3 separate regions of the Zea mays genome follow, and regions 1 and 3 are each linked to region 2. Evidence: chromatin contacts called from public Hi-C data. All regions are on one chromosome and are shown on one strand. Each heading gives the region's core, a stretch centred on a gene start, on an enhancer-like site or on the middle of the called end of the contact. The rest is flanking DNA. Distances are from core to core; before and after follow the strand shown. Region 1 holds the start of LOC103644989. Region 2 holds the start of LOC100304296. Region 3 holds the start of LOC100283836.

The links. Hi-C and Micro-C count contacts between places; a contact is called where the count stands out from the background.
Region 1: a Hi-C map of ear shows a contact between it and region 2, with 3 times the contacts expected there. The contact joins the promoter of LOC103644989 here to the promoter of LOC100304296 in region 2. A contact is called at or near these places in 2 of 25 Hi-C or Micro-C datasets (ear and tassel).
Region 3: a contact with region 2 is called in a Hi-C map of leaf mesophyll, with 2.8 times the contacts expected there. The contact joins the promoter of LOC100283836 here to the promoter of LOC100304296 in region 2. A contact is called at or near these places in 5 of 25 Hi-C or Micro-C datasets (bundle sheath, ear, endosperm and 2 more).

The regions. Positions count from the first base shown.
Region 1 is chr1:159,094,817-159,099,543 of Zm-B73-REFERENCE-NAM-5.0, forward strand. It overlaps LOC103644989, which reads right to left and starts at 2,616. Exons shown (of 14, transcript XM_035964116.1): 1 at 2,072-2,616; 2 at 1-20. The coding sequence starts at 2,080.
Region 2 is chr1:158,215,288-158,220,158 of Zm-B73-REFERENCE-NAM-5.0, forward strand. LOC100304296 reads right to left here and starts at 3,056. Exons shown (of 4, transcript NM_001361280.1): 1 at 2,737-3,056. The coding sequence starts at 3,012.
Region 3 is chr1:158,902,347-158,906,600 of Zm-B73-REFERENCE-NAM-5.0, forward strand. It overlaps LOC100283836, which reads right to left and starts at 2,216. Exons shown (of 8, transcript NM_001156734.1): 1 at 2,016-2,216; 2 at 966-1,122; 3 at 731-808. The coding sequence starts at 1,114.

The DNA.
Region 1 (4,727 bases), core at 1,366-3,865, 880 kb after region 2:
CTTGTTTCTTCACTTGAGTTCTGCGAACTCAAAGGACAGTTCATTTGAACAAGCTGTATTCGAAAACAAAACAATGACAAAATTGCTAGACTTGCTTTAATTGGAACTTTGACAAGCATAATAAGCGAACTCTTATTGCAGTACCCCGAGGCAACTCATGATCGAAACTTCAACTTCACATCATTCTATGAACAGTGGCAATAAAAAGCACACGGTCTGAAAACAGCAAGCTAAAAATAGGCCAGAGTGGAATCTGTAAACAAAATTTAAGTTTGCATGCTATCCTTGGGTTGCCACTATAAAGACAAGTCAGAATGGAATCCGATAAATGCATCAGTCACCTTGCGGAGAATGAGAAAAATTGCTACTGCTTTACTGCACTACCCAAACAACTGACGAAAAAGGTTAAAAACGAACATCCAAAATTACTCAACTTCAAGCACAGCACGGAACTGAAAAAAAAAAGAATCCGAAATCTCACGAGAAAAAACAAAAATGCAGCCAGTCAAGCTGCTCCATAGACACAAAAACGGAATGCTTTGCTAGGTAACCATTTGACGACCCCATGTGTACAAGCAGAAGAGACAAGACTTTCACACCAAAGCCTGTAGACCATGGTCAAATCACAAGGACACCACATAGAGCTCGGTCACATCAGCAATAGATAGATGGTCACTGGTCAGGTCTACGTACGTTGATGCGAATGACGCGACACGGACTGGTACCAGATACGAAGCTACGACCCAGCCACGCAAGAGATTTGTTCCAAAGATTTTTCTTCATCTGAATCCATCACCTAGGAAATAGTAGTAGGCAGCAATCTTCTGAACGGGGAAGCATACGAAACGTCCCAACCACCGAAGGAATCCCATAAATAGCATGGATGATGGTGGGATCGCATCGAACCGCACTGAAACGTCATTAGCGCGTGAACCTGCCTAGTAAAAACTCAGCAAGCCATGGAAAACCCCAAAACCCAAACCCAAAAGTAAAGCTAGAAATAGAATGCGATGGGAGGGGCTGCACATGGAGAGGGCGATCAGAGCAGAAAATTCATCTGCCCGGTGCTGCTGAAGCTCCCACATTATTGAGCTGAAACTTAATCCTCTCCGTCAACACGGCCGCAAAAGCAACCCAGCACCACCGAAATCGATCGGTGTAAACCGCGGCACAGGAAAAGGCAAGCAATCAGAGCAATGGCGACGACGAGGTTTCGATCAAAACCAAACCAAACGTCACAGGAAAAGGCCGCGATGTAGACGAGCTGAGCTCCAACCACCTTCCGATGCCAAAAGGACGGTAAAACGCCGAGGCCAAACGAAACCCTAAAAGCAACAAACCATCAAACCACAACCGGTAGAATCTATCTATCCGCCGGGATGAGCCGCGGCGCGGGTCGAAGAAGCACAAAATCGAGAGGAGCAGCAGAGAAAACTCAGCGAAATGGCCGGAATTCCTAGCGGAAACCTCCAGGCGCTCGCGCTACATGCTGCGAGCTAGGAAACACACGGCCGCGGCGAGAAAAAAAAACCCCCGCGAGCGAAGAACCCGAGCAGAATCGCAGGAGAGCCCCCCTAGAAAACCTCAAATCCCGCTGAGCCCCCTCGGGATCACAGCGTGGAAGAGCGGAACACAAACGCGCGCGCACTCGATCGTCGTCAGCGATCGCAACTCCAGAAAAAAAACGAAGAAAAGGGAGAGTGAAATTCCAGCTGATCCACGGCCGCTCGCCTCGGCGAACCATCATCGGCGGCGTCAGGCAGCAGAAGCGCGCACCACATTCGCGAGGAAACCGAATCCACCGAAAAAACCGCAAGCCAGGAGTGTCCAAACCACTAAACCAGACGCACACCAACCCACCGACGAAATCACACGAGAACAGCATGCAACTGCACGCACTACTATACTCCAGAAAGGCGGACAGAAACCCCAGCGGCGACGCATGCGTGCGGCGACGAACAAGCTGAGAACAGGACAGCCGAGCGCTGGAGCGCCACGCCATTGGCATAGCTATAGCTAGGTAGCTCTCGCGACTCGTGATCGCCCATGCAACGGCGGGCGATGAGCTCACCTCTCCCATGCGTGCTCCAGGCGCGGCGCGGCTCTTCCGTCGTCCTCGCACGGCACGGGCGCTGGCATCCGTCCCCGAAGGATCGTCCTCCTCCTTGTGCACCCCACGCGGACCACTCGATCGCCCACTCGCCGCTTTATGTGGCAGCCCTCCTCCAAAAACTGCTTCAGGCTTCGCGATCCTCTCTTCTGTACTCTACTCACTCACCACGGCGGGGGCAGCAACCTCTCCTTTCTGCCGCCGCTGTGGCGCTGTCCCCCCAGCCCTCTCTCTTGTCTCTGGCACTCTGGCGAGTTGGCTCTACCCACTCCCGTACCCGTCACAGCTTTTGCCTCCCTCTCCGGCTCTCCCTCCCCGCTTGAAACCCTCCTTGTCGCCTTGCGCACGGCCAGCCGGGTCACCCGTTTCCTCTTTGCCGTTTCGGGCAACCGGGCCGCTGCGACTGCGACCGGCCGCGCCACGGAAACTCCAGAGTCCAGAACCCAAACCAACCAACCAACCAACCAATTAACCAGCAACGCCCGTCCACATTGCCTCGTCTCGTCGCGTTCCGTGGTGCGTGCTGCCATGTATATATGAACCTGCCGCCGTCTGATTCGAGCCAGTGGGGCACGTCACACGTGGCGGGCCGGCGTGCAGCCGGGAGAAGCTGCCGGTGAAGCGGTGAGAGGCGGGCGTGCGGACGGACGGACGGGTTCTGGAGAAGGATGCGTATGCGTGGGCCGGAGAGGCGGAAACGGACTTTGGAGAGCGTCCTCGCTGTTTCCCCCCGCGTTCCGGTGCTGCGGCGAGCTCCGGTTTCGCTGCTCCTGTGTCAGGGATCGGGTGGCAGCGCTGCCCCGGCGGGGGCCTCTCTAGAAGATTCCCCGTATGGACGCTGGCTGGTGGGGCTGGGAGCCAGGATGAGAGCTCTGAGCCCGTGTGTCAGTGTCAGTCAGTGGACGGTGGTGTCCGTGTGGCCGTCTAGGGTCTAGGGTCTAGGGTCTTGGCTCTTGGATCGGGAGTGGGAGCGAGCGACCGTGCATGCAATCGGAGCTGCAGTGCAGCCTGCAAAAGCGTAGGAGGAGGGGGATTACCAGTGGGACCCGCGTATCGTCCTTGGCAGGCGAGCCGGGAGGTGCGGTTTGGCGATGATGACGCCAGAGCCGAGAGGGGTAGGAAGGGTGAGCACGTCCAACTGGCCAAGTGCATTGTGCCTGCAGAGACGGGCCTGTTCGATGGTGATGCATTGACGGAGCAGCTTCCAGGTGTAGGCAGCCTCCTCTTCTTGATTTCTGTTTGTTCCTTGTGTCACGTTTTGCACGGGTTCTCGTTACTCATTACCTTGAGTTCTTTTCTTTTTCTTTACAAAGGGTTACCGCATGTGTATATACGTACTCAGTACTCACCTCGTACGTGGTACAACAAATAAAAGTAACTCTGAAATAAGTTGCGACGACGGAAAAAAAATCAAAGTATGGCTCTAAGCGCACAACCAATCAAATTATAAAAACAAGAACTCGTGATATATATGAAAAAACCGAATATTGTCTAAAACGAGAATAAATTGCTACAAAACATACAGTGGTAAATAACACCGGCTCCATCTTAAAATATAGTTCTTTTTAGCCTTCTTTTTTCCCATCTGCATTCGAATATATGATAATGTATGTAGACACACATACAAACTACATTCACATGTTAATTAATGAATATATATTTAGTCTAAAACAAATTGTATTTTGGTACGGAATATAAAGCCATGCCTCTAATTTTGCTGAATACGTCTTGTAGACCTAGACAATTATATTTGCATGTCCTTCTTCTTAATCTGAAATGCCTTCTTAATACTTTGAAGATCAAGCCCTTTGAATAGTTTCCTCTTGATGTAGATCATCACCATTAAATCATTAAGCCAAGAATCACCCATTTTGTTGCGCGACTCGGTTTTGATAACTTTCTTGGCAGAAAAAGCCCTTTCAACCGTGTTTGTTGCTATTGGCAGTAGCGACGCTGACTCAACAAGTCATAGACCAAAGGAAATACAGTATCCCTGCCAATTTCAGCAATTGTTTTTTGCTAGGCTTGCAAGATCATGACAAGCTTTGAGTCGGTCAACTCTTCGCACATGAACAATAAATGTCTGTGATTGATCTTTGATTAACTTGCGATCGTCAAAAGAGAAATCCTACAAACATATCTCCGTAAGACGAGCAAGCTTATTCACATGAAACTTGTTAATTGAATCTCTTGGATCAAGACAAGCAAAGCAAGTAAGCATTTTAGAGCATAACTGGTTGAATCGATGATCCAACTCTGTTATAAGAGAGTCAGTAGTAGCATACTAGCATAGAAGATATCAACACGGTAAAAATGATCTTGAGTGATATTGTCTCTCCGTCCTCTTCTTGACTGACCAAATCTTGGTATTGGACCATCCATATTTGGTATATCAATACTAGCTTCCCCACAAAAAACTTTGACTTCTTCAAATAATGGGTCCCAACCTTCACTTCTCAAATCATTCAAAATGAATTCTCATATAAACAACTGAAGACATGGCCTGGACAATATCTTGATCCTTCTGTTGCAACAGAAGAGACAACCCTTTGTGATGCAAAGGATTTGCAACATCATCTTCATGATAAACACAAAGCAAAATAACTACATGTTAGCA
Region 2 (4,871 bases), core at 1,806-4,305:
CAAACACGAAAGAGACAAGAATATGCTGGATGGACTCCTCGGCTTGATCACACAGAGGCCAAGCAACTGGATGGGGAAGGCCTCTTTTTGCTAGTCTATCAGTTGTCCAAACCCTGTTTTTGATGGCCAACCATACAAAGAATTTGCATCTTAAGGGGGCCCAGGTCTTCCAGACACGTCGCCAAGGGCCAAAAATGATAGAGCCAGTAAAAATGCATCATATGTTGATTTGCTACAGTAAGAACCATGACCAGCAATGTCAGGCTGAAGATCTACCCCATCAACCAAGTTCCAGAGATGCAGATACTCCACTAAAACTGGTACAGACAAGCCTCCCCTTATATCTAACACCCATTTACGATATGTGAACCCTCCGCTACTGTTCTCCGCTTTAATGCCCTTTTAGGAATCATTTGGATCGGTGATCTTCTGACTAGCCTCGATCATACGAACTGATAAGATTGATAGATAAGATGGAATAAATGGTTCAAATTCTTTGCTAGGAAAATAATCAAATGAACCCAACAAATTTTTAAATCCTAAAAGTAAAAGATCCTAGATTTAATTCAGGAGTATGACTACTATCACTAAAACCCTATACTATACACTTAAAATAGGATACGATAATATGTGTAGGAAGGAGATATTGCGTATAATGTGTGGGATGGTGGGACGTATTGCATTGAGCCTCTAGGGAGAATATATAGGACTACATAACTTGGAGGGCAAGAAGCCTATCCTAGAGATGAGGAAGGTTATCCTAGAGATAAGGAAGGTTATCCCAGGATTACAATCAATCAAATCAATCCTAAACCAACCATATCAGGAGTTGCCTAATATACTCTAAAAAAATGACCAGCAACCAGTCCCAGATTTCCTAATTTAACAAGAGTGAGCCCATGTTTTCCACTTGGGTAACTACATTCATTGGTGAAAGAAATTAGTAATGATAGATGAATCATGCAATGAATGATTTAAGGTAACGTTTCTAGATTTCAGCAAGCCAACTACCACCAAATTTGACCCAAACCACAGGAGGAATCAGTTCACGCTTTACGCGTGTACGCCACAGAAACAAGAAAGCAAGACCTCCCCTAGAATTCTTTGATATGTTCACCTCGAGATAGCAAAAAGGTCAAACATTTCAGGACGATAAGCATGGTTATTAAAGCGCCAGTTTTTAGCGTTAAAACGCTCTGGGCCGTAAAAAGGCCACGTTTTGTCGCTTTTTCAGATTTCCAGCCCATCACAGTTCTCCTAACCTAAAAAAGGGGGCAGCCGTGACGGACTCGTGCTGCGCGTTCGTTCGGCATCACTGGGCTTTGCCGTCAGCCGGTAAGAACCTTACCTGAGCTTGCCGCCTCCCTCGCCTCCTCCCTGCGTTGCTCCCTACTCGTGCCACGCTCCCTCTCCCCCGCGGCCGTGCTCGTTGCTCCTTGGTCCCTGCTCGCGCTCGGCGCCGCCGCTGCCTCCCTGCGTTGCGGCCGCGCTCGCTCCCTGCTCAAGCTCGGCGCCGCCGCTGCCTCCCTGTGTTGCACTCTCTGCTCTCGCTCGGTCAGCTCGCCGGTCCTAGCTCAGTCGCCTCCCTGCTCTGCCTCTGTTAGCTGTCCCTATCCCTGCTCTCATCCTCCTCCCCTTCCCTGCTCACATTCTCCTCTGGTTTTGGTTATTTGCGGACTAAAAACGGCAAACAGTAGTGATGCTAATGCGTCTGTGGTTGTGGACATTACATTCCACTTTAGTTGCTTTTGTGCTATGTTTGTGATTGTGGACTACTGCACATTTCATTCCACTTTATTTGTGGTTGTCGCTTTGCTAGTTGCTATTAGTTGAGCACTTGAACTTATGTAATTGTGGATTTGTGGTAGTGTGGTTGTGGACATGTTATATTGTTACATGAAATTAAGTTATATTCAATTTTGTCCATGTTGTTTAAAAAGACGTTTTAAAGCTCGCTTAAACGTTTTAAAGTCAAAAAGTTCTCATGAGCGCCTCAACATTTTATCGCTTTAATAACCTTGACGATAAGTTTGTCACTTAATCCCAAATTCTTAATGAACTAACCAAAGCCAAACAATACAAATTGCTCACCAACAAAAGATCAAAACTTTGACCATAAGACCAAGCTGATAAAATAAAAAAATGTCTGCTAAGCCTAGCAAACTAGGCCGCAAAAGCAAGGAATGATCATATGTCACAGCCAGTACTGTGTCAACAAGTGTACAAGCAGGGACGGATCCAGCGGACGGGGCTCGAGCAAGGTGGCATATACGTTTTTTTTTGTGTTGGTATTTCGTACGTGTGCGTGGGTCCACAGGGCAGAGTCGGCCTCTGGCATATAAGCTTAAGGGCTGATTTGGTGACCAAGGATCAGGGATTGGAGGGGATTGGAGGGGATTAAGGGATTAAGGGGGAATATCTTGGATACTGAAATGGAACGCACCTAAAGCTAAAACCTCAACGATATATTTTTTTCATTGAAATAGGATCCATAGCAAAGTATACGCCAGGTAAAATAACGATAGCTGCTACGGTAGCATGGAATAGGAAGGACAGGAAGCTTAAAATCAGGATTTTCATTCAAATATCTGCACACTTGATACAAAGTGAGTGAAGCTTAAGAGCGCAGTTTTTTATCTTAAAAATAATACTAAAAGGTCGCACAGGCAGCCAAGCATCTGGAATCCAGCATAGATGAGGAACTAGAGAAGGCGAGAGCAACAAGTAAGCGCGTACCAGGAATATCCTGCTCCCGTCGCGGCCGAGCTGGAGCAGGTCGAGCGCCTCCTCCAGCGCGTCGGCGAGCACCGCCAGCGCCCGCTCCGGTTCCACCGCGGGTACACAGGGTACCTCCCGGAGCTCCTCGACAAAGGGGCCAAGGAGCCGGATCCGCCGCGACAGCGCGAGCAGCTGGCGCCTGTACGCGTTTCGGAACTCCCAGCCACCGGATCCCACCGCCTCCACGGCGGCGGCCACCCTCTCCGCGGCCCCGCGGCCGCTGACGCCGGCCATGACGAGGGGAGTCCAGTCGAGCCGCCGCGGCGTGAACCGGACCCTGCCAACAGGTGACTAGTCAGAGGGAAAGGAGACAGTGGCAGGGGCGGTAAATAGGTGCGAGAAAAGCGGGGTAGTGGCGTCGTATTGGGTGGGTCCCGCGGTCGTGTCAGCGTCGCGGGCGGGCCGGATCGCGTCGTTGGAGTTGCCCGCACCTCCACGGCAGCTGATTTTCGCGTCCGTCCGGTCCGGGTCGCCGCTCGTATCCTACGGATGCGGTGCGGGTGCATCGGCCGGCGCCCAACGCCTACCGAAGGTCCGAAGCCACCGGCGACCACTAACCGCGACCGGCCTGTCAATTGCATGCAAAAAAAATTAGTTATAATGTGGACCATATTATTTATAGAGTAAAGTTTAAAATATAAAAGCATCTCAAAGAGAGATTCTCAGAGCAACTCTGAAAGATTAACTTAGTCAAATTTACTGATTTAGCTACTCTTTAAAACCGATTTAACAGAAAAATTGTAGGTTAATCCAAGAGACTCGATAAACCTATAAATTGAAGGGAGAGTGAAGCAGCCTATTCAAAAATAGAGAGTCACTAAATTTGAAGATTCATTTACAGAGTCTATTGGATACGTTTTTCTTCTAATATTAGCTAAATTTACCTTTATAAAACTATATATTTAATATCTTGGAGTTGCTCTAAACTGGATACTATTTTAAATATGGCTAAGAACCATAAAACACACTTTTTAACTGTGATCCTATTTTATAAAATTCCATCAAACGATTATAGAGCTCAATCTCTCGGGTTCTAAATATAGTACCTTATATACTGGAGTCATATTCTCGTTTTCTCTTGAGCTTCAACCATTTATTTTCTAATAACATAATTTATTTTATAAATAGCATTATTTAAAGCCTAACTGTTGGAGTAAAAAGTTCTTTTGAGGCCTTAAACACTAAATACGATTCTATTTCAAATTTTAGGACTCTAGTTTAGAGTTTATTGTTGAAGATGTTCTAAGGTAAGACAGAGAGTCTACTGGAGATAGTCTTATCAAGCTAACAGCCTTCTTAAAGCAGTTATATCAAAAGTGTTTTATACGATCATATACATACTCTGCTGAGCATGGCGTAGAAAGATGAATGAAAAGCTATGTAAAGGTGAAAACTGTGCTTAGATTTTGGTTGTTGCTCTTTGTTCTATTCTGCCGACATCCTCTATTTTTATTATATTATTGAAAACAAAGGGAAATTTTGTTTTAAGTGAAAAGATATAGAACGTGGTTTTCTGTTCAGATAGATCTCTAAATAAAAATTCAAACCAGTTAAGAAATTTTTTTAGAATTATTTAAAGATATTTTTACAATGTGTTCGAACACCCTCTCCCTGAGCTCTGCGCACCGCACGTCGACCCACTGTCGTTGTGTCACGCCACATTGGGTGAACTATTGTTTGTTCATGCTAGACCTATGTGGCACCGGTGAGCTTTGCACTAACGATCTTTGTGTTGTTGTGTGGATGAGCGGCGCACGTTGCCGCGTGGATGAGCTTCGTGTGTTGTCACTGCTGCACCAGTAAGGCATCGCACACCACCACATCCAAGTAATAAACATATTGTATCGTTGCAACTATATGTTATACAAGTTTCATGTTTTTGTAGATGTTTTAGTTGTGTATTTCATGTGTTTGCTGGTATTGCAATGATGTATCTTTCTTCATGATATTGTACATGTTTCCAATAGTAATCTGGCATGTTTCATTAGTATATCATTGATGTTTGCAGTGGTGGTCCTCATTGGCGTCTGGATGAAAACCAACCGTGAACGCCCATGCACTAGTCATGTTGATTTTTAAGTTAAATGCATTGA
Region 3 (4,254 bases), core at 966-3,465, 690 kb after region 2:
GGGGAGAGGGAGAGAGGACAGCTGCGCTGGCAGCTGAGAGTGGAGAGCGGCTGAGGCTGGCGGTAGGTTTATCATAAAACTAGTGTGTTGGGCTGGACAGCTGGTTGTGGGCTTTTTTCTTTTTCTGTTTTCCTATTTCTCTCTTCTACTATGTCGAAATGGGCCTAATAGACTTTACAATTGTGCTAGATTGCTTATTAACTTTGAATTATTGATATATATAATATTTGGTCTATTTTTTATTTATATTTATATCTATATAAATGAGGTGTTGCCTCACCTTACACTTTACCCGATGAAAGGTAAAAGGGGGTCGGTCGCCTTACCGCCTTAATAACTATGGTTGAGATGGTTTGGTCATGTCCAACAGAGACCCTCTAGAAGCGCCAGTACGTAGTGGGATCCTAAGGCACGAAGCAACGAGAAGAGAGGAAGAGGAAAACCAAAGTTGACATGGAAAGAGGCAATGAAAAGAGACTTGAGATGATAGGATATACCCATCCATGTGCCCGAACCTTGACTTGTGGGTTCTATTGGATTTTTAACTCTAGCATACCCAGCTTGCTTGGGATAAAAAGCTTTGATGTTCTTCTTGTTGTTGATTATGACCAAGAAAAACTAGCCAGGTCTCCAACTATTTAAAGCTCCAAACATTATAGAAACAGCAATAGCTATCTTTTTGAGGAATTAAGACATAACTCACAGAATATGGTGATTTAGTACAACTTACCCAGAGTAATAGTCCTTTGGAATGTAAACATCCCGAACAGGGCCAAACCTTTCAAAAGGAACTCGAAGATCCTCCGCTCTTACAAAGTTTGAGAAGAAAATTAAAGTCAACTACTCAAGTATCATAGGAGTATTCGGTTCTTTATTTAAAACAGTATGTCATAAAATGAAGATCAATTTATTCTTTTAAAGATGGAAGGAAAAAGTACACTGTTTTGCATGCACAGTTTCTGTACCTGACACTTAATGGGATGTTGCGGACCAAAAGGCTTCCACTACCCTCCTTGCGTCCTCCATATCCCCTCCTGGGAGGAGGGGGGCTTCTTCCTCTGCCACCATATCCCCTCCTGGGGGGGCTGCGATAAGGGGGGCTGTACCTCCTCATAGTTTTTCCTGTAATTGCACCGAAACATAACAGACCATGTTAATAAAAATACAGGCTCGGTAAATCAGACTTATGAGTGGTGTATTGTCGTACATTACAATTCAGCCTGCGTATAGCTTACAGGCTAGAACATACAAATACAAAATCATTCATGGGCACTGAAGTCATGTATAACAAAACAAAAATGAGTGTTCATCGCCATTTGATGCACAGTTCATCAGATGCTTGAAAATGACAAACAACTTAAAAATTCACCGGTGACATGGCATAGAATAGATCATGCTAATCTTAAACCACAGGATGAGGCAAAGTATTACAATGGAAACTGCATTAACATGTATGTTCACTGTTTCTTTCTGACTAACTAAACCAAAATAGACAAAGCAGAGGTATGGTCTTTCCAGTCCAGTTATTAAATTGCAGTTCCAAATAAGAATCGGCAAACGGTCTAATTTAAACCTAGAGTAAAACAAAATGAGGAGCGCTACAGATCAAAAGCATAACCCGGCAAATCCTCAGACGACCCGCTAAGATAAAGCACAATCACCTCACAACACAACTTAGCCGTTAGCGAAAGCATTGGCGTTGGTGCACCTACAAGTCTCAGCTTGGACAATAACCCAAACAAGTCTAACAAGTCGTCGCAAAAGGCAATCGAGATCTAAAATTCCCAGTGGAGAAAAATCACCCCTCGTAATCCCGCAACTAGTAAACAGCTCCTCGCTAGTTGAGGAATACTAGTTGTAACTACTCCCGTGCAGATCTAAACCGTAATGACGGATCTATCGGTGCGTTGCACAGCTAGGGTTTGCGGCGAAAGGTCTCCACAAGAGCGCGCCCACTTATGGACAGCCGTGGTGCACTGAGAGAGAAACGAAGGGAGTGAGAGATAGGGAGTTACCTGGTGCGCACGGTGATGGCCGGAGAACCGCACCCGCCGCCGCCGGGGAGAGACCTGGAGAAGGGGGTGGGCTGTGGCCTGTGGGCGGGTGGGTGGGGTGCGGCGGTTCGCGATGCCAGACGAGGAAGAGGAAGGCGTGGAGCGCAACGCTCGCGCCGTACGATCGAGGGCCGAGGGAGGGAGCGATACGTGATGGGTGATGGGCCGTGCCGTGCGCCCGTGCCTTGATAAGAGAGTATATAGGCGCTCCGGCCTTTGCCCGGCATCGCGCCGGTGGGCCGGCGCTGGCCTGTCTAGGAATTTAACTACGAGATCCAATTATTCCTTTGACTATTGTCCGTTTCTGAATTTGCTTCTTTACACCTCTTCCAACTAGCAAACCTAGGCTATGTTTGTTCCACTTTTTTTGAGCTTCTAGCCATTAGAACCTGCTAGACTGCAAATGCTCGGTTTTTCCGTCCACTTCTATAAAAAAACATTTTAGTAAAAACTGTCCAAAATCTGCGATAGTAGCGAACCATCACTTTCTACATCCTAAACTCCATAGACTCTTTTATCTTCCCCCGCACGTACGATACTCAGATTCTCTCCATAGCCAGCCTCAGAAAAAAAGTTGAACCAAACATGCCCCTAATGCAAACTAGTATTAAGTGTCCTACGTTTGTATATAGAGTAAAGAGCATTTTTGGTCCCTTGACTTGAGCGGGTGTGTTAATACGGTTCGTAAACTTTTAAAGTGTGTATATTAAAGATCTAATCTCGATTTGGATATGTTGCCACCCGAAACCCACAGTTGAGAGACAACAGGCAACACGAGGAGCCGGGAGGCTTTTCAGGACGGCTAGCGGGCCCCGGTCCCTCGATCAGCGGCTCGGATCTTGGCGTACGGCCTGGCTTTGAGGTTCTCCTAGCGTGCCACCTGACCTATACCCGATCAGGAGGGTGTCGATGTGCTCCGAGTTGGTTTCTTGCATACACAAACACATGCAAACGTTAGTTTGAGCCATGTTTGGCTCCCCGAGTCATATTGGTTGTAAGAAGTCGATCGTCTCCCCAGGCTCGCATCAGATCCACACGCTAGCGAGCATGGAGTCGATGGCTCTTGAGACCTCGCTCTGCTTGCACCAGGTACACCCAAACCACTATGGTTAAAGTTTCATTGCACAGTCGGAAAATCCTGCACATAGCTGGGCCTAGCAAGAGTGACAGACATCCAAGTGTCGACCGGATGAGAGGCCTAAAAACCAGCGTAAGCCGATTTCCGAAACAATCCCTACCCGAGCCAACACGAAGTATCCAGCATGTTACCAGAACATCCAACCCGTATGCAAGGCCTAACTATGTAGATATTAAATAGATCCTTGATGGATCAAAGACTAACCATAACAGATCAGATCCACTAGATGAAACAAAGTGAGGCGCCGCCCTTACACTTGAGAATTCGTGTTGGGGCGGCTAAACGTTTCTGTTCGGCAGACAACACATAAATATGACAAATCTGCCGACATTTTCTTGTAAATACTACGATAACTAGTGCTTCTCACCATAAAAACGCTTCAGTATGAGAGAACACAAAGATTTTAACGAACAAGAACGACGTCGCCCTGATCACGAGACGCGATCAACGAACAAGAACGATGTCGCCCTGATCACGAGACACAATCAGGGTGGCATGGCTCTTACCCATAGAAAACTGTCACACCCGGTTTCGGAAGGCAAACCGAATGCGAACCATGTACGTGCCAGGATCAGAAACTCACGTACACAGCGATTACATAATTGGACATCATCACACAATGCTCGAATTAAATAACGGAAAGGTACTTAATTACATCAAGGTGTCCAAGACATCCACAGTGTCTATTACATAACAATTGTTCAACATAACTATCAAAGTGTGGAAATACGGAACGTAGATGCTAAGCCTACACAGGCAGCTGACTAGGGGTTTGCCACTAAGGAAGAACTAGAACTCGTCATATTCCTGGAACTCCTCGAAGTCATCCATGTTGCCAGCATCACCTATTGAGCATTAGGTACACCAGGGACAACCTGGGTGGGGGTGGTGTGTAAAGCAAGGGTGAGTACACATCAACGTACTCAGCAAATGTCCCGTTTGGCTAAAGTGGACTAGCTGTATATGGAGTTGAGGTTAAGCAGTTGCTTTTAGTTGGTCAAACATTTATTATTAGTAGTAGAGCCAAGTTTTAGTAATAAACTCAGTTATTACCCAGAAGTA